2 separate regions of the Triticum aestivum genome follow, and region 1 is linked to region 2. A link is a contact called in public Hi-C data. All regions are on one chromosome and are shown on one strand. Each heading gives the region's core, a stretch centred on a gene start, on an enhancer-like site or on the middle of the called end of the contact. The rest is flanking DNA. Distances are from core to core; before and after follow the strand shown. Region 1 holds the start of LOC123138143 (mRNA cap guanine-N7 methyltransferase 1). Region 2 holds the start of LOC123138140 (membrane protein PM19L).

The links. Hi-C and Micro-C count contacts between places; a contact is called where the count stands out from the background.
Region 1: a Hi-C map of leaf shows a contact between it and region 2, with 5 times the contacts expected there. The contact joins the promoter of LOC123138143 here to the promoter of LOC123138140 in region 2. A contact is called at or near these places in 2 of 5 Hi-C or Micro-C datasets (both in leaf).

What each region holds. Positions count from the first base shown.
Region 1 is chr6B:580,567,198-580,574,883 of IWGSC CS RefSeq v2.1, forward strand. LOC123138143 (mRNA cap guanine-N7 methyltransferase 1) reads left to right here and starts at 1,348. Exons shown (of 14, transcript XM_044558055.1): 1 at 1,348-1,632; 2 at 2,020-2,117; 3 at 2,216-2,358; 4 at 2,482-2,550; 5 at 2,650-2,721; 6 at 3,157-3,255; 7 at 3,600-3,656; 8 at 4,023-4,161; 9 at 4,250-4,314; 10 at 4,481-4,531; 11 at 5,124-5,186; 12 at 5,375-5,498; 13 at 5,575-5,636; 14 at 5,710-6,095. The coding sequence starts at 2,045. The coding sequence ends at 5,802.
Region 2 is chr6B:580,284,585-580,291,832 of IWGSC CS RefSeq v2.1, forward strand. It overlaps LOC123138140 (membrane protein PM19L), which reads right to left and starts at 1,945. Exons shown (of 4, transcript XM_044558049.1): 1 at 1,602-1,945; 2 at 1,331-1,511; 3 at 1,171-1,216; 4 at 571-1,084. The coding sequence starts at 1,731. The coding sequence ends at 881. It overlaps LOC123138141 (protein CURVATURE THYLAKOID 1A, chloroplastic), which reads left to right and starts at 2,211. Exons shown (of 5, transcript XM_044558050.1): 1 at 2,211-2,449; 2 at 2,533-2,627; 3 at 2,728-2,835; 4 at 2,965-3,036; 5 at 3,149-3,360. The coding sequence starts at 2,323. The coding sequence ends at 3,220. It overlaps LOC123139417, which reads left to right and starts at 7,059. Exons shown (of 2, transcript XM_044559225.1): 1 at 7,059-7,166. The coding sequence starts at 7,059.

The sequences.
Region 1 (7,686 bases), core at 98-2,597, 280 kb after region 2:
GTATCCTAAAAATAAAAGCCATCTCTTAAATGAAAAATGACATCTCTTAATAATAAAAACGCTATCTTTTAATCTAAAAATATCATCTCTTAATATAAAAATGCCATTTCTTAATGATAAAAAATGCCATCTCTTAATAATAATAAAATGCCATCTCTTAATCTCTTAAGTAAATAAAAATGCCATCTCTTATAATAAAATATAAAAAATGCCATGTGACATAGTTCAAACATTTATAAACTGCCATGTTGATTTTTTACTAGAGAAAATGCCATCTGGTGAAAGAAAATGGAAGAACTGGGATTCCAACCCAGGTGGCCCAGGAGAAGGAGTGCACTCCTAGCCAATGGGCTGGCTCTAGTACTTTATAACTAAATGTTGCCCCACGCGTTGCCGTGGGAAATGTTCCAGAAATAAATGCATAAATAGTTGCTACAAAAACATCTAAAACTAATGGAAGGAAAATGTAATATAAAAAATACAAAGCGTCTAAGAACTTGAGTTTCAATTAAAAAATATCATTTCTGACAAAAATGAGAAGGGACAACTTTATAGGTATGCTACAATCGCCCAACATAAATATGCTACATATATTGTTAATACAAAATCTAGTACAAAAAATAAACTTTGAATAATTAACATGCATGAATTTATGATGTGGCAGCATTGCATGCATATAGTGTAATGTAAAGAAATGTAATTTATGACATGCATGCATGACTTGCTTATGTGGCATAGTTGCATGGCTTAAAAAAATAAATAGTGGGCTGTAATTATTTAGGAATAGAAGATACAGTTCGCTGGAGTTTCTCTTAGACTACCCACAATAAAAATAACATAGATGGAAACATCACACATATTTAGAAAAAATAGATGATATGGCAAATAATTAATGAAGAAAGAGAGGCATGTAGTAACATAGCTAGTTACTAATACTATGAGTAACATCACACATACCAAGGCAAGATGAGTTTATAACCTAATAAATGACATCACACATATGTTACTTCTCATTGTAGAAGTAGTAACATAAACTAGTAACATGCATATGTTTACTGTGGCTAGTCTTATAGCGCACGGGTTTGGGGATCCGACGTGGCCAGTGGCGGAGCTGGGGCCTGATTCTTGGACGAGCAATGGGCTTGGGGGCAGCTAAAAATGTGAGTTCTGGGCCAGTTTTACCAGAAGATTTTGCGTGGGCTGGGGAGGAGTGGCCCAGCTGAAGCTCCGCCACTGGACGTGGCACGTATCCTGCGTCAAGATTCGTGCAGACGAATCCGACTGAAGATGGTGGATCGCTGCGAAATCTCTCCTGGGTGACGATCGTCAGTTAATAGTACTTCCCCAAAATCTCACCGAACGGAACCCGTTCCCTCACCTCGACCTAAACCGTCATCGGCCCGGCACGCTCCGACACGCGCCCAGCCGCCACGCCCTGCCCTCTCTGCTCCTCGACGCAGCCGCCACACTCCCCTGCCCTCTCGTCGTCTGTCCCTCGAGAATCTGCGGCTGGCACCACCGGGCAAGCGGTAGTAGGCTAGTGGGGAAGCGGGGGCGGCGGATCCGGGAAGAGCGGCGGCGGCGGATCGGGAAGAGAAGTATCAGCCATCAGCAAGACCTCCTCCCTCCAAGGTATATATGCGCATGCCCATTACCCAATAAACTGCCAGAATTTTTGACGAGTCTGTGATATTCAATCATATTTGTTGGCTGGATATGTTGCTATAAGCCCCTGTGCGAATCGATGTTGAAGATTTTTGTGGCATGTGTGTCAGTGTGTGGTATTCAAGTCATATTTTTGCAATCCATGTTGGCATATGCTTTGCTGCTGTCTGAAATTGTGTCGATGGATTTTGTTGCATGTGTATGACATTCAAATCATGAACACAACAGTGATAGCTAGTCTTCATGAATACAACAGTGATATATTCAAATCATGAATGAATACAACAATTTGTCTTGTTCAAATTTGTATGCAACAGTGGTAGCTAGTTTTTTTAATTATAAACCATCACCCAGAAGGAAGGCCAAGGCTGCAAGCGTGATGAACAAGCGACCCCGCGAGGACGAGCCTTCCTCCTCCCTTGCGTCCGCCCAAAAGCGCCAGTTCGGTGCAGGTATCTATTCCCCGCCTTCGTCACTAGACCCCATCTAGTTGCTGCTAACTCCCAATACCGTGCGAAGGGTAGCTAACTAAGGTTTGGTCTTTGTGTAGGTGGCGGCTATGGGGAGCAAGGGTACTCGGAGGAGCGGATCAGTGCGCAGCGGGTGGCGGACCACTACAGTGCCCGGTCGAATCAGACGCTCGAGGAGCGTGAGAACAGCCCCATCATCCACCTCAAGAAGCTCAACAACTGGGTAACTACTTTGCTGTGCTACGCATCCATTCATCCCCTAAAACCCTTGAGAAAATGTCACCTGTACGATGTTGGGTGAAACCAGTAAGAAGCCACGCTAATCTTCCAATCTCACCTTTGGCAGATAAAGAGCGTCCTGGTTCAACTGTATGCACGTCCAGGAGACTGCGTTCTAGATCTTGCTTGTGGCAAGGTAAGCAGTGCTTTGCGAGTGTTAATTAAGATAAGAAGAGTTTTTTGTAGTTCCGAGGTAGTCCTGACATATATTGATTCTTCACGAGTGTTAATGCAGGGAGGTGATTTGATAAAGTGGGATAAGGCCAAGGTTGGCTATTATGTAGGGGTTGATATTGCAGAAGGCTCGGTTAGTTTTCCATCACATGATAAATCTATATTATATGCATATACAAATATATATAACTTAATGCAATTTGTTCTTCGTGAGTTAGGTATTTCCATCTCTGTAATGCTTTGGCATTTATGCCTATCAGTTGCTTTTCTGTATAGGGTAGATTTGTACATTGCAACCGTTTCGCAGATATTATTTTGTAACCTGTACTGTAATCGTTTTAGCATTTAAACTTATCTCAAGGTAGTGGTAAGCTATATATTCAATCTTTATTTCACTTGTTTTTATCAGTATCCTTGGTAAAACCTTCAGACTTATCAGCGGTCCTAGACCATAGAACTTGTGTATTCGCTTTTGATTTCCTCACTACCTCTTGTAGCTCTCAACTACGCAGCAAAGGTCACTTTAAGTTATAATCTCCTTTGATGTGTTGGAGCTTTACACTTGCAGATAAAAGATTGCATGACCCGTTATAATGGTGACTCGGATCAACAACGAAGGAAGAAGTTCAGTTTTCCTGCACGGCTTATTTGTGCTGACTGTTACGAGGTAAAAGTATTAATAAATAATAGTACAATTTACCATAAGAACCAAACCTAAAGTGGTGGTGTGCTCTGTGTGTGCAAGCAGACATAGTGCCACAGCTTGTTTCAAGCATTGAACATCTTTCTGTAGTTGAAACCAAATTATACGCAAGAAATGGATCTTTCAATAAAACTCATGCCAACGTATACACACATTTGTCATTAGCTAGTAGGTGATTCTGCTTATACTTTCACATCACCAGGAAGAATATACTTTACCTTACCCCATATGTCTATCAGTCTATTATTTGTGGTGCTCATCAAGAATTATAAAGTGCATCAAATGCTTCCGCTTTCATGTTTTTGCAGACTCGTCTGGATGAGTATCTATGTGAGGATGCTCCATTTGACATATGCAGCTGCCAGGTGAGTGACCTAGCTTTATATTTTGCTCAATTTTCATAGTTTGTTGTTATTATTTGGTCAGTTCAATCATCTATTATTTCCCACTTGTCAAAGCAACTTTGAATTTTAGAAACCTTTTGTGAATATATATCTACTGTTAAATATCACAATCATTATTGACAACTATCATTCAAACAAATTTTTCCTGAAAGATGTTGAAACTTAAGTATCATTGCTATGTCCAGCAAATAAAATTAAGTACAATGATCTTTAATCTACTCTTAATATGTAATGCACCGTCAGGAGATTTAGAATGTCTGGATGATAAATGTGTATGATTATGAGGTTTATACTTCCTATTCTGATGTTTTTTTCTATGTATTTCAGTTTGCAATGCACTACTCATGGTCAACTGAAGCACGTGCAAGACAAGCCCTCGCAAATATATCTGCATTGCTTCGTCCTGGAGGCACATTCATTGGAACGATGCCTGATGCTAATGTCATTATTAAAAGGCTAAGAGAATGTATGTCACTATCTTGAACTGTAATTTGCTTGATCTCGTCAAAGACTGTACTTGTCACAAGATGTGTGATACAAATTTATATCCTCAGCTGAAGGGATGGAGTTCGGGAACAGTGTTTACTGTATTACCTTTGGTGAAGAGTACACAGAAAAGGTAATTGTGTTTGTTTATAATTACTTCTTATATGTTACTCCCTCCATCCCATAATGCAAGACGTGTTTTGGCCCTACACTAGTGCCAAAAAACGTCTTACATTATGGGACGGAGGGAGTAGTTTTCATTACTGACTGATCATTTTGTTGTTCTCACAATGGTGTAGAAATTCCCGGCATCCAGGCCTTTTGGTATCAAGTACAAGTTTCATTTAGAGGTGACAACACGATTAACTTTCTAATAACTTGAGCCTTGTATCGGTGGCCTCTTTTAGTTTTTCAAGATGAATACTGATGTTCATATTCGAGTGTTTACCCAAATTGTATAACAGAGTAAAAAATGGATTTATTTGGGTATTTTTTTGATTAAGTTGCCCTCTTGTGAATTTGTATGCACACTACCCTTTCTAATGCGTATCTAAATATCTATTATGTGCCCTTATTCAACTTCAGTTGCTGCAGCTCTGAAAGTAACTCTAGTGATTTACATAGTACTATCTGTTTATCACAAACTCTGCACTCCTGTAGGCTACATGTTGTTTGCTGCAGTCTTCAGTTCTTCCATATTCTAGACATTCTTTGTGAATAGTATGTAGCTGACGTCCTTCATATTGCCCTTATCTTACATATACATGTATTTTTATTTATTTTTGACAATTTACATATACATGTCTTGTTACAACTTGTTTGGGTGTTTATTGCCCTATGCTGTACCTAGCTTCCTGCTTTTCACTCGTTATCTTTATTTAATTTTTTCATTCATAAATTTACAGAAACTTATTCAGTAACAAATTCTTTGGCAACGTGCAGGACGCAGTTGATTGCCCAGAGTGGGTTGTTCCATTCCATCTCTTCAAACTACTGGCAGAGGAGGTACACAAATCTATTGCTCAGTATGCTATGGCGACGTGTGCCTCTGTTTCCTTATTTCGAACTAGTTCATTTCAATATTTTCTCGAAAATTTTGCTGCCCTATCTTTTGTTATCATTTATTTTCTTTTACAAATTTGCTCTCAGACAGATGCTAAGGCTATGACCAAAAAATCGTGCATCTTTTGCAGTTTGATTTAGAGCTGGTTCTAATGAAGAACTTCCATGAATTTGTACACGAGTATGTGCAAAGGCCAGAGTTTGCTGATCTCATGCGAAGGCTGGGGCCTCTCGGTGATGGACGATCGGGCCAAAGTAACTAGACTACCTACTGAATTCGCTGCTGTCTATAAATATCATTTCATTACCTTGACGTAATTGAGTTATGTAGGCACGCTGTCACAAGATGAGTGGGAGGCATCCTATCTCTACCTCGCATTTGTTTTGCGGAAGGTATTTCTCGTGCTGTTAACAACTGAACCACATGCGGTCGTCCTATGTTTGCTGACATGCTCTGTTTATGCAGCGAGGCCCTCCACCGTCCCAGCGGAGAGCTAACAATCCTAACAGAGGGAAGACGTTCCTTGCCGAGGAGGACATCGAGTTTCTTAGCATATGAAGCAGGCTTTGCCGTCCTGGGGCTTACTAACAACTTACCGATTATATGCTTCACATTGTGGTGATGAAAGTTGTATCTTTAGTGGCTCACCTGTGGTCTCCCCAAGGCGTATCGGATATATATAACTTCATAAGTTTAATGTATGAACGGCACGAACTAGTTACTCATGTAATTTTGCAGAGATGAATACATATTTAGGTGTCATATATAGTTGATGCGATAGCTCTCAAGTTCTATGTGGAACATCGAAATATTTGTTCAGACATTTTTCTTGTAAAGTAGTACTTGCACTATGCACACCTCCAATCCCTGAGAAGGTTGGGCTTGAGTGTCTTATTCCACCGCCTCTCTCTTCAATTGAACATCAAACACTTTGACACTTCAGTTGTACAGGAGCTTGTTAATCAACTACAGTATTAATCCCCCTAAAAAAACTACAGTATTAATCAAGGGCTACGATTCTGATCCGTGGCTCGTGAATGTTTGTTCTAATCTGAGCGTACATCTCTCTCTAATTGATTCATATGCTTAGCAACGGCGTCTACTAATTGATTCTATGGTCAAGTTTTTCCACGTTTGATGCTTATACTAATCTAGTCTGGCAAAACTTCCCCGTGTTTGTTCATATGCTTGTGAGGGCTGAATTTTTTGTTTCAAGATTTCTTCTTGATTTTTAGAGTTTAATTTGGTGTGATCCGAGGTTGCACGGAGGAGGCAATCGCCTCAAGTTCCCACCATGAGCAGTGGCCACCGTAGTCGCGACGGGTTGCCGGATTGAGGATCTATGGGTAATTCTAATGGTCACATGCGACACACCGCAGACCATCTTCGCGTGCCGCGGCCAGGTCTTTACTGCCTCGGCCGAAGGCGTCCAGCCCATTGCCGTTAGGTAAACAAGGCCCCCACTGTTTCCTCCCCTGCATGCTTCATTGGTGTGTGATATTCGCTTTTCACGCTTGCTCCATTTATTGCGTACAACTATCATAAGCTTTCTGAAAGATGCTATTATGTTTCCGCAAAAAGGAAAAAAAAAGAAAGATGCTATTACGGGTCAGGTCCCCGCATTGGAGTTCCATGGGAGCGGGGCCTTGGAGCACATCAGAAGTGTCGTGCCAGGGACAGCTATCCCAGCCTCAAGCTAAAGGTCACACCGGAGCCGACTGGCTACGGCAACTAGGAAAATGACCAGATGTTCGCCATTCACAAGATACTCAAATCCTGGTTGTGCCGTGTTTCTTAATGATACTCAAATCCCGGTTGTGTCGTGTTTCTTAACTCCCACTCCTCTAGCCAACATAATAGAAGCATGAAACTAGGGGTGGCGACGACGAGACACTACTAAATCCTGGGGCGCATCCGATTGGGTTTAATTAAGTAACGCCCAGGTGATGCAAGTCATCCCCTTCGCTTTGAATTCTTCTTTCAGATCTAAGGCATACTCGTGTAGCCGACACATATGAAAGAATTCAGGTAAAGGGGCGAACATCACTATGGTCGGACGAAATACCTATGTCAAGTCTGTTCTCACCTCCAAGAGATTCACCGCCTCGTCCCTCTGCATATGAAGATAGGTGTTTTGCTTGACATCACTAAGATCGAGAGAGCTTTCCTGTGGGCTGGAACGAACAAGGTAAATGGAGGAAAATGCAAAGTAAAATGGGAAATTATGTGCAGGCCAAAACGTCCTTGGGTGATCTGGGCATTCTCGACTTGGACAAATTCTCCCGTGCCCAGTGGCGGAGACATGGGAGACCAGCAGCCCCCCCCCCCCCCCCCCCCCGGCTAACGTCATTCATTTATGCCTAATATGCATGTTAAGAGGTGATGAATTGCTGCTAAAATGATGAATTTTGATGCACCAGCCCTCCCAAACTAGGCTTAACT
Region 2 (7,248 bases), core at 695-3,194:
TTGGTGAAGCATATTCTCCGTTATATACGCATCACCATGTCTTTGGGACTCACCCTGACGGCCTCCGCCTCCACCGACCTCGTGGCCTACTCGGATGTCGACTGGGCTGGTTGCCCCGACACTCGACGCTCTACGTCAGGCTACTGCGTCTACCTTGGCCCTCGTTGATCTCTTGGTCATCGAAGCGGCAACCCACGGTCTCCCGCTCCAGCGCCGAGGCAGAGTATCGTGCTGTGGCTAATGTCGTGGCCGGATGCTCTTGGCTACGTCAGCTGCTCCAGGAGTTGCTTTGTGATGTTCACAAGGCCACTCTTGTCTACTGCGATAACGTCGGCGCGGTCTACCTCTCCGCCAACCCGGTGCACCATCGACGTACGAAGCATATTGAGCTCGATATTCAGTTCGTGCGCGAGCAAGTTGCCCTTGGCCGTGTTCGGGTTCTTTACGTGCCGACGACGCAACAATTTGCTGATGTTATGACTAAGGGATTGCCTACTCCCGTCTTTGAGGAGTTTCAGTCCAGTCTCCGTGTCTCCAACGACGCTTCGATTAAGGGGGGTGTTGAGTATGTATTTTCTATTGCACGTGTATTGGAGTTGTGGCCCACCTCCTAATCTTGTATAGTTGAGGTAGAGACCCTCCCTGTATTATATATACATGCACAACACTCCATCAATACAACGTTCATTGTATTGCAAATCTCTCCGTCTACAACATGTATCCCTATTGTCCTGAGTGTTATTTGTCTACCAAGTGCCTACGGAAATACACGAGGGTGTCATCCTGCGCTTGGTAAATTGCTTACCATACGAGTGCCCGATGAACTGCACTCGATACAGTTGCTGGTACTCGGTGCAATTCAAGTTTCCGGTAGTTTTGGTCATGCATCCGGGGACGGAGCCCCTCCCGCCGTCTTATGGTCCGCGGCGAGCTCTCCCCGAGGGATCTCGCGGCAGCAAGTTTCGCCGTGGTTCCCGCAGGCCTGTCCAACTCCGAGCACCCCGCTCAAGGCGCCGGCGTGGAGCAGAAGCAGGTAGAACAGCTGCGTCAGCGTCGAGATCGTGATGAACGCCTCCAACGTCCTCTGCCAGCAAGACGAACACATAATTCATAAGTTGAATCATCGAAAGGAAAAGCAGTGTGATGAGTTGCTAGCAGATAGCGACGTACCAGGCGCCTTCCTCGGTTCCCCAGAGTGATATGCTTGCACGCGAGGCTGCAGATGTTCAGGAAAAGATGGCACAGCACTGTGAGTTACGTACTGGAGTAGCAGATAGAGAGGGATTACATTTTTGAAACAGGCGGTGCGAGTGTGAGTGTAGAGCAGAACCCGAAGGCGAGGGCGGTGAGCGCCCAGGAGACGAGCCCGGTGGAGGCCGCGGCGGCGAGGCTCTCGCTGTGCCAGGGCGCCCTGACGTGGAGCAGGGCGGGGAGCACCGAGCAGGCGCCGACCACCCCGGCCATGAGCGAGAAGACGAGCAGATACCCCGTCGCCGTGTTACCTCCTAGATCTGCACACCACGTCACGTCGTTAACCAGACCAGATCATGTCGCACGCAAGGACGTACGACCACTGCAAGACGTAGTACTACGTAACGTACGGCGGTGCGTCTCGCGGTCGATGAACTTGTTGAGCGACCAGCCGGCGATGCCGAGGACGGCGGCGTGCATGACGAGGTTGATGCACAGCAGGGGCCCGATGTACCGCCTGCTCGCCGCGCCCACGGCCATGGATCCACCACTGCTAGCTCCCCGGCCAGGAATGCTAGTACCTAGCCTAGGCCGCAGGTCTCGAGTGTGGGCAATTGATTTGGTGACTCTGGTCGCTATGTAACTACTACTGGAAGTGTTCGAGCGTCCAGCCGAGGGGGGCCGTTTGTGATGACGCGCACTAGAAGTTTCGTGCAACGGCAATGCTGTTGTGCACGCGAAGCTAGCCTGGAGGACGGGGTCCGCTTGTACCGTCTGCACGCAAAGGCAGGTACTACATAGTAACATGGGCCAGCTTCGGACGGCGACTGCCGGCCAGCCCACCGATGTACTCCTACGGGACAATGTGGTCTGGTATGGAGTATGGTGCTGTGAGCTGAGACCTCTGTTCCTAGGACAGCCAACCAGACAGTGGGGGCAGCCACAGATTTCTAAGATAGGCAGCCAGCCAATCAGAGCCCACCATCCTGCCATGTGGCCGATCAGCGCGCAAAAGCATCAAATCAAATGATTAGAGTCTGGGACACAAGAAGAAAGAGAGGCCCAGGGACGCACAGGACTAGAAGCGTGTCAGCATAGGCGAGAGCCAGAGAAGAGCTTGCAGGTGAGAACATGGCCGCAACGGCGTGCTCTACGGCGCTTCTGGGTGTAGCAGGAGCACGCCTCCCCGCCGGCGCGCCGCCAACCGTTCTTCTCCCACGGCGTAACTTCTCCCCTCTTCGCCTCCAAGGCGCGCACGGTACCTATACTGCGTACTACATTCCGCAATGGCGATGCCCAGATAAGTAGACACATTAACAATTAGTACGATCTGTTAACCAGATGCACCGCGGCTCTCTCTGCTCCCGGCGAAGGCCGCCTCCGATGACACCTCTGCCGCGAGCGGCGACGAGCTCGTCGACGACCTGAAAGCCAAGGTACTCTCGAAACAGGAGGCGCGACCTTTGGTAAGCTAGGTAGAACGGCGAGCTGACCAGCTTGAGCGACGGTGCGTACGTGTTGTTTGCTTTGTCGCAGTGGGACGCCGTCGAGAACAAGTCCACCGTGCTGACGTACGCCGGCGGCGCCATCGTCGCCGTATGGTTCTCCTCCGTCATCGTCGGCGCCGTCAACTCCCTGCCTCTGGTGCGTACGTCGACCGCCGGTGCTCATACATGAGTGCATGGCCGCCGTCTTGGCTCCGATCAGATCATGCCGTCGTGTGTCCACTCATCAGACTTGAGCGCTGACACGTTGTTTAATTTCTGCATGCAGCTTCCCAAAATCATGGAGCTTGTTGGGCTCGGCTACACCGGATGGTTCGTGTACCGCTACCTCCTCTTCAAGGTGCGCGATCAGTTACAGGCTCGCTTAGTCGGTAGTATCTGGTGGTAGAACTAATTCGATTGCAAGAAACCTGCAATTCGTTAACATGATCTTGGACAAAATACTATTGCAGGAACGCAGGAAAGAGCTGGCCGACGACGTGGAGTCTTTGAAGAAGAGCATTGCTGGTACAGAGGCAGAGTAATAAAAGAAAATAATGTTGTATGGATTATTATTTTGTTGGACGATTATTCAGAGAACGCTTATCCGAGGGTTTGCTTGTTTTTTTTAACAAGACAAAAGACTTGCTATTTCCATTGACTAACAAAGAATGTTTAGACAAAATCCGTCTAGTAGGAAAACAAAGATTACTCTTGTGACATTATACAATACTCAAGTGTGTAGTCCCAGCCAAGGGATGGAATCTATCCTCCTTGTTGATCTTCGAGATAATCACCATCGCCGGGGCACTGTGATTGCGTAAGACTAACATTCCGTTCTTTCCAAACGTGTCACCTAATAAGCATCATCACGGGAGAGGTGGCGTGTGGGCAGTGGGTGCAGGGTGGCGCGACCATGGCGGCCGTGGCCTGAGGGTCTCCGGCGGACAGCGGACCTGCAAAAGGTGTCGGTGCGGCCGTGATCTCCGACAGGCAGCGGATGTAGCAGACCTGCAAGAGGAGCTGGTGGCGCGCAACCGGTGAGGCCATGATCTTCGGCTTACAGCGGATCTGGGCCGTGAGCCAGATCTGGGCCCAATCAGGACCCATCCTGCGCGCGAGGTTGGTTGTGGCTTCGGCTACACCGGTCATGTGTTGGGGAACTCCTATTGGACGCATTCTGCGTCAAACAGCTGCGCGACGCACGCACAGAACCCCGACAGGGCCGGCCCAATAGTGGGCGTGCTTGCTTGTACAGTAGCGCGGCGATATTAATGTGAAAAAAAAAAACCAAGCTTGCAATTTCCATTGACTAACAAAGAATGTTTAGACAAAATCCGTCTAGTAGGAAAACAAAGATTACTCTTGTGACATTATACAATACTCAAGTGTGTAGTCCCAGCCAAGGGATGGAATCTATCCTCCTTGTTGATCTTCGAGATAATCACCATCGCCGGGGCACTGTGATTGCGTAAGACTAACATTCCGTTCTTTCCAAACGTGTCACCTAATAAGCATCATCACGGGAGAGGTGGCGTGTGGGCAGTGGGTGCAGGGTGGCGCGACCATGGCGGCCGTGGCCTGAGGGTCTCCGGCGGACAGCGGACCTGCAAAAGGTGTCGGTGCGGCCGTGATCTCCGACAGGCAGCGGATGTAGCAGACCTGCAAGAGGAGCTGGTGGCGCGCAACCGGTGAGGCCATGATCTTCGGCTTACAGCGGATCTGGGCCGTGAGCCAGATCTGGGCCCAATCAGGACCCATCCTGCGCGCGAGGTTGGTTGTGGCTTCGGCTACACCGGTCATGTGTTGGGGAACTCCTATTGGACGCATTCTGCGTCAAACAGCTGCGCGACGCACGCACAGAACCCCGACAGGGCCGGCCCAATAGTGGGCGCGCTTGCTTGTACAGTAGCGCGGCGATATTAATGTGAAAAAAAAACCAAGCTTGCAATGATGCCAGGATTCGATCTCTGCACCTCCATGTTGCGTACGAGAGGAGCTAACCAGTAGACGTAACAAGCCTTGTTGCTAAATATGAAGCGTGCTAGTATAAGAACTAATACCAATGAAGAATGTGGACAATATTTTTTGAATTTTTCTAAACTTTCCTTCGAAATTGTGAATTTCTTTTAACAAACGGGAAGTGTACCAAAATACGATAAGAAAATTAACAACTCAGAACTATTTTCAAATTTCAAAAAAGTAAAACAAAAGACGTGAACATTTTTCGACAGACTGGTTTTTGAAATTCGTGGACATTTTCTGAAAACCCAAACATTTATAGAATTTTGAGAACAAAAAATTGATAATGGGAACAAATTTCAAAAGCACAAACAGTTTTTGTGAATAAAAAAGGAACAAACTTGAAAACAAGAACATTATTTGAAATTGTGAACAATATTTGAAAATTGTGATCTCTTTCAAATTTGTGAACAAATTTTTTAAAATTGGAACATCTTTGGAATCTAAAAAAAGAAAATATAAAAAGAAGATGAGAACATTTTAAAAATTTGTGAACCCATTTTTTTGAATCCGTGAACAATTTTAGAAACATGAGAACATTTTTTTAAAAATGAACAATCTTTGAAAAGTTGTAACACTTTTTGAAATACCCGAACATTTTTGGAATTTGTGAACAAATTTTTTTCCGAACTTTTATAGAAACATGAAAAATAACAACAAAAAAGTAAAGGAAAATAAAAACCAAAAAGAAACGGAGAACATATTTTGAAAACTCGAATTTTTTTTCAAAATTACGAACAAATTTTCAAAACAAGAAATTTTATAAAATTCCCTGAACATTTTTCTAGTTGACAAACATATTTTGAATCTTGAGAACAAACTTGAAACGGATAACAAATTTGGAAGCATGAACAATTTTTTAAAGTGCAAACATTTTTTCGAATCTTGAGACCAAATTTCGAAATGGAGAACAAATTTGGAAGCGGGAACAATTTTTGAAAGCACGGACATTTTTTGAATCGTGAGAACAAATTTGAAACAAAGAACAAATTTGGACAATTTCTTAAAGCATGAACATTTTTTGAATCTTGAGAACATATTTATGAATGAAAAGAACATTTTTTGAACAAAAATATAAAATCCCGAACATTTTTTGAATTTAGAGAACAAAATTTTCAAATTGAGAACAAAATTTGAACATAAATATTTTCTGAAAGTACGAACATTTTTTGAATCTTGAGAACAAATTTGAAACAAAGAACAAATTTGGATAATTTCTTAAAGCATGAACATTTTTTGAATCTTGAGAACAAATTTATGAATGAAAAGAACATTTTCTGAACAAACTTGTTCACGAACATTTTTGAAAAAGCGCGAACATTTTTTTGAAAGAGAAAACATAAACTTGAAAGACAAAAAAGAAAAAAAGAAAAGTAAAAGAAACAAAAATAGAAAAAGAAAAGAAAATAAAAAACCGGTTCAGGAACCTTCTAGAAGGTTCCCAAATCCGGAAAAAAACCCAGCTGGGAACCTCTAGAAGGTTCCCAAAACCGGGAGCGCTGGACGATTAAACGGGCCGGCCCGTTGCGTCGCTGCTCGGTCGCTCGCCTGTGCGAAGCGCCGACAGTTTGACGCAACGAGCGGCATATAGGATTTTCCCATGTGTTGTACCCAAGCGTCTTGCTACCTGCTCCTCCACGGCCAGTCGGGCTGGAGTTTACTGGCGGTGTGGGGGTTGCTGGTCTTGTGAATAAAGGCGGTGATCATTGTGTTCTTTTCGCAACAAGGGAACGGTCTGCATGATCGGGCAACGATGGCGCTTCTGCACTATTCCCTTATTGAAGGCGTCATTTTTGGAGGACTTTTTTGTTTCTCGGGTGTTGTCCTTGGTGGTGGTTTGTGTGGTGCTACTGACAGGAGTTGATCATTGTGGTGGGGCCTTTATTTTCCATTTTTTTGTTTTCTTTTTCAGGTTGTGTGCATTCTGAATGTCTTCGCGACATTTTGTTGGTGCAGAGGCTGGGTGTAATTGGTATCTTGGTGATATTAATATATTCCCTTTGTAAAAAAAAACGACCATCATTGAGGAGGAGATGGCCTTCCTATGTTGGCCCCTCATGCTAGCCATACCGACCGGCCAGTCCTTCACCAAGGCAACTAGGCGCTAATTTGAAGCCATGATGTGATGGAGCACAAGCCAGGTAGTAACGTCCGACCAAATATGTCGTGTTTATCTGTAGTAACAAATGAGGTGCACCACATTCTCCTAGAATTGCGCTTACATAGGAGGCACAACCCATGATTTGGCAATTCACGACGAAGCAACCTATCGGCCGTCCAAACTCTATCCGGGATGATAAGCCAAACAAAGAAATTGTACCTTGGGGGTGGGAAGCCCAAGCCCTCCACACTATGGGAACCATGGCCATGGAGGTCAGCCCAACAAATTGCACCTTGTATGTCGAGGTCGTCAAGTACTCCCCACTAACAATGAATTTAGGTAATGGTGTCCAGGATTCCTTGGGTGAGGTGAATATGAGCAAGATTTTCCCAAAAGGGAAATAAGCTCGTGGATGTGCTCTATTAACAAGGCACGGTGAGTGTAAATTTG